2 separate regions of the Gossypium raimondii genome follow, and region 2 is linked to region 1. Evidence: chromatin contacts called from public Hi-C data. All regions are on one chromosome and are shown on one strand. Each heading gives the region's core, a stretch centred on a gene start, on an enhancer-like site or on the middle of the called end of the contact. The rest is flanking DNA. Distances are from core to core; before and after follow the strand shown.

Evidence for each region. Hi-C and Micro-C count contacts between places; a contact is called where the count stands out from the background.
Region 2: a Hi-C map of leaf shows a contact between it and region 1, with 2.2 times the contacts expected there. The contact joins the promoter of LOC105802071 here to the promoter of LOC105802089 in region 1. A contact is called at or near these places in 2 of 2 Hi-C or Micro-C datasets (both in leaf).

What each region holds. Positions count from the first base shown.
Region 1 is chr7:9,402,017-9,404,769 of ASM2569854v1, reverse strand. It overlaps LOC105802089 (60S ribosomal protein L27-3), which reads left to right and starts at 1,378. Exons shown (of 1, transcript XM_012633541.2): 1 at 1,378-2,011. The coding sequence starts at 1,438. The coding sequence ends at 1,845.
Region 2 is chr7:9,614,814-9,617,566 of ASM2569854v1, reverse strand. LOC105802071 (OVARIAN TUMOR DOMAIN-containing deubiquitinating enzyme 11) reads right to left here and starts at 1,326. Exons shown (of 10, transcript XM_052633831.1): 1 at 1,162-1,326; 2 at 359-530. The coding sequence starts at 529.

The DNA of each region.
Region 1 (2,753 bases), core at 129-2,628:
ATTGTTAATTTTACTATTATTTTAGAGGCATTTGCTTGTTAAGTTGAACTTATCTGAGTGTTATTTAAGTATAAAAACTTTTTTAAAATTTATTTTCAATTTTTGTGAAATATTTATTTTAATATTTTAGTTTATTTGGTTTATTATATTTTTAAAAGAAGTTTATATAAAAAATAAAATTTTAAAATTTAATATAAATCGAATCTGGATTTTAACATTTTTATTTGAATCGAACTTGAATAAAAACGTAAATCCATTTTTAGATCGAACTAAATCCAAACTTAACAATTGCCGTGACATCCACAATTATAGTTGTATGTTATACCATACAAATTAAATAATCTTCCAAAATTGCGGTGAACTTATAGTATTCACAAAATTAATTTTGGATAGTATCATATCATATGTATGTAAGTCGCATAAAGTTTTATGTCGTAAATTACACCATATGGTTAAGTTTGTTATTTAATAGCTTTAATTGTATCTTTTGATCTAATTATTTCATATAACTATAACAACTTTTTACAAATGGAAAAAAATCATACATAATATATTCATTTTATATGTACTAAATCCTTAGTATTAATTTTTAATCACAACTTATTTTCTTTCAAAAAAATTCACAACTTATATATATAAAATATTCATGACATAATTAAATTTTAAAATTTATTTGTTTTGCAAGTTATAATCTGACATGGCATTAATAATTAAAATTCAAAATAAATTATGTTCTAAACTAGTGCTATATGCATACTTAGTGATAATAATGATTATACTAAAATTGATACATTTTAAACTAAAATTGATGAGTTAGACTACCTGAACTAAAACCTATATATGGTAACCGCACATGATAACTCAGGGATCCATGCACATATTTAAGTTTCGCATGTAGCTTGTGCAACTTTCACTTTCATTATAGTTTTCATTTTATTTTAATAAATAATCTTAAACTTATACTATTTTGAGTATCGTTATCATACTATTCAAATAAAAAAATCGATAAAAACACATCGAACTATATCATAAAACACAAATTATTAATATATAAATATTTAAGGTAAACTAAATCGAAATTTACTAAATTATTAATAAATTTAATTTTTGATCAATTAACTTCAAAAAATTACAAAATAATCATTAAATTATTTAAAAATCGATATTGTATGACCTCCTTTTATCTTTGTTCGGACCTAATTAAATTGATACGCATACAAAATGCATGCGAAATTATTGGACCTAATTAGACCCATCACTCTGACCGAAAAAATTAAGGCCACCAAATCACAAATTTAAGCCCAGCCCACCAAGATTCCGAAACTTCTAGGGTTTCAATCAACTCGCAGTATATATTACCCCATTTCCCTTTTTCCTTGTTTCTTTACTTAGGGTTTTTGGGAGAAGAGAATCAGAGCCGCAGCTGCCGCCGTCGCCATGGTGAAGTTTCTTAAACCGAACAAGGCAGTTATCGTCCTCCAGGGCCGATACGCCGGCCGCAAAGCCGTCATTGTCAGATCTTTCGACGATGGCACACGTGACCGCGCCTATGGCCATTGTTTGGTTGCAGGGATAAAGAAGTATCCGAGCAAGGTTATCCGCAAGGACTCCGCGAAGAAAACCGCCAAGAAGTCACGCGTCAAGTGCTTCATCAAGCTCGTCAATTACCAGCACCTGATGCCCACGCGCTACACCCTCGACGTGGACTTGAAAGACGTGGTTACCGTCGATGCTCTCCAGACCAAGGACAAGAAAGTGGCCGCTTGTAAGGCAACTAAGGAGAGGTTTGAAGAGAGGTTCAAGACTGGGAAAAACAGGTGGTTCTTTACTAAGCTCAGGTTTTAAGTGTTTTATTGGAACATGTTTTATGCTTATGTAGTTTTATCGAACAATTTTGAATTTAATGACGGATTTTGAATCTGTTTGGGTAAGATATTTCTGGGTTATTATTTTTGTTATTTTATGGAACGTGATTTGCTCATTTCTATAAGAAGTTTAAGCTTTTGAACTATTTTGTGTCCTTTATGATTTATCATATTGTCTTAACGTAGATCTGTAGATCAATGGAGGTTGTGAATTGAATCTTTTAATGTTTGAACCTATTATAATGTCATCACTGTCACTGATTTATTTTTGGATTTTTGAATGTTTTAGCTAACCCAAGAAATGGGTATGCTTTACTGCATTTTGAATATGCTTGGATGTGGCTTTTGTTGGTTATCGCTGTTTCTGTAAATCTGCATTGATCGAGAGATTAAGCTTTTAGTTTAGGGTTTATCCATTATACAAACTATTTGATTCTTAGTTGAAGTGAGCAACATGTGCTTGTGTTTGGCTATCGGAAGCTTGAGGTGGCGGAGTGGGGCTTATTGAAATTGGAATCATAATCCATATTGGGGGGCTTGCCGTGCAATTCCAGTGCACAGAGGTTTGTTACCTATAGTTTACTCGTATAACGAGCGTTGCAGTGAACATTATGCACTCGTTACACGACCACCGCTTAGAGGAAAGTTCATGCAAGTCAAGCAAATAGTAGGCAATATTCTAAAAAGCAGTGTTTTACAGTTCTAGTTTTCAGAATCTGATCTACTTGGATTTTTTTACCCTGCATTGTTCCTTTGGGTTTAAAGTAGTGTTCATATTTGTTATACCACCTCCGGAAATGGCTCCACATGTCACCCCTAGAACACCATGCCGCTCATGGACTACCTTCGTCAAGAGTACTTGGCCTCACGCTCATTGATTGCTAAGCT
Region 2 (2,753 bases), core at 77-2,576, 210 kb before region 1:
TTATGCAAGAATAATGCATATGACTCAAGGACCGAGAAAACAAACTATAATGGGAAAAGAAAACTTTAGAACGAAACAAAGAAAGAAATATTGCTGGAATCTCAGAAGTGATGAAAATAACACAATGTTGAACAATTATAGGCACCTATTGTAGAAGACATATAATTCCTAAAGTTTCCAAATTATAGCATTTCATTCAGCAGAACATAGTCCTTGTGGAATTAAAGAGAAGAAAATAGATTGCATTTTAGGAAATAAACTACTACGGCAATGCAATGCCGTACAGTTTTAAAACAATTGCAAATAGTTTTTCAACAAAGTGACCAACTAACAAATAAGAGATAAGAGATGATTATACCGGAATGGAATCCAGATGAGAGAGTCGTTTTCCAAGCTTGGCATTGTAGTGCAAGTTTTCCTCTTCTGCTAAGATGCTTGCTATGGCTTGGTCATCCTCTGTATCTTGGAAACTGCTATTCAAACTCGAGCTGGAGCTTGCACTTGCATTATTGTGCTGCCCTTCACTCATACTGTCTCAATAAAAATATTCAGCCAAGAAAACATGAGATTGCAAGAATTTAGGCCATCAATTATACTGATAGGAAAAGGTTGATAACCCTCCAAATCAAGCAAACACAATATCAAACATAAGAACATCAATCAAAAGCTAACAATCATCCATGATCCTAAAAGCTTAACAGCAAATCCTCAAAAGTAGAAAAGAAATCCCTAAAACCGTGGCTTAAAAATCCAAGTTATCCAGATGCTCAATGGGTATGTTAGAAATACCCATACCCTAAAAAACCCAGAAAATAAAAGACAAAATAATGGTTCCTAGAATAGCTCTTCTTATATTCCATATAAGCATATGATAGATTAAAAAAGGGGTAGGATCATTTAACTGTGATGCTTATAACTCTCAGCTGAAATGGATTGGGAGAAGTCTATACTAAACAAAAACAATTCCAAATTAACAATGAATTTCCTATAATTATCTTTTTTTTTCTTCCATTTTCTCAGCTACCAAGCAGAGAACGAGTCATCCAAGTAAGACAGGAGCAAGGGAATGAACATAACTGTGAGAACAAAAACAAAAAAACAGCCATTGCCATAGCCATAGCCACATAAAATCCAAAAAAACAAATTGGAAATAGAGAATACCCAGAATAAAAAAATTGAACAACTTTGGGAACTTGTTGATGTAGGATTGAATAGTTCGTTCGATCTTCTCAGCTGAAGCTGAAACGTTTTCTAATCGTATCAAGCCTTGCTTATTTAAATAAATGGAAAAAAAAAAAGAAAAAAAGAAGGGAATGGTCAAAATAGTTGTCTGAATGTTTGATTTTTTACTGTTATTATTACAATAAGTCAATACGAAGTATAAGGGAAAAAAAAACAAAAAAAGGGTGAAATTCTTTTTGGTGGATATAAATGAAATATTTTTAAATTCACAGTGAATTATTAAAATATTAAAAATTATTATAATGTGTTATATTAGTGCAAATGGATCCCTTGAAAGTATATATATACAAAATTATAAGTATATATAATTATAGAATAAGTTAAATTAAAAAATGAAATCAAAACTAAAATTTTGTATTTAAAATGGATTAAATTGAATTTTTAAATTGAGAAAGAGATTTGTTAAGTAATTTTCCGTTTTGTCCCATAAAAGGGGCTAACTGAATATTTTTATACATAGCTACTATTCATAGAATTGACGTTCTTAATAGAATTTATGCATGTTTCCCTTGCTGACTTTGTACTGTAAGGCTTGCACGTATCCAATTGGTGGGCCCTAGCCGGGTCGCGGTAGGCGACCTGAATCTTATTTAATTTTTGGGTTGGTGATCATAAGTACATAACAAAATTAAAATGAAGTATTAAGATTTTAGAAAGGACTAAAACTGCAATTAATGGTTGAAGCCTATATAATCGATATACATCCATACAACTCACCAGAAAATGAAACTTAGAATTGTTAAGACATTATCCTGAAGAAATGTTAAACGTATTAATAAACTTTACTTGTATGGGTAGACTTGGATTGGACCAAACGCCATTCCCACACGCTTCTGCATAATTTCTTCTTTCATTTTTTCTATTGAGTCCTTACAATTTTAACATTATATCAATTATGTCCATTAAATATCTACTCTAATCTAAAGCAAAGCGTGTAATATAAGCAATTTCGATCTAATGTTTTAACCAAGAAAATAGAAAATGTCAATGTAATCTTCTTTTTAATTTAAATTATCCATGCGACAGGTGTAGACGTGTTTACAAAATAATTCAAACGTGTTTACAAAATAATTAATGTATTTTAAATATGTTCTATATCATATCTGAGCTGGCCTTTAAAGTTTAAATTAATAGTTAGGCGAATGAAAATACTTAATTAATATGATATTAATACTTTAAGGACGTGCAAAGAATTAAGAATTTGTTACCAAATGAAATCCTTAATGATATGGCTCTTGAGATTTTCTCTTCAATAGTCATTTTCTTTTGAATTATATATGATATTATTATTTGGTTTTTTTTCTATTAGGATCAATAGAAGTGTTGATCTTATTGTTTTAAGTACTTTGCTTAATATATTTATTCAAAGATTGAATTTTAATATTTATATATATTCCTACTCAGTCCTCCACTTTCATTTGTTGTTAAACCAAGCTTTGCAATTTGGTGAAGCACCTAAGCAAAAATGATAGAGTAGTGAAGGAAATACTAATCATCCATTCCTCCTAAAA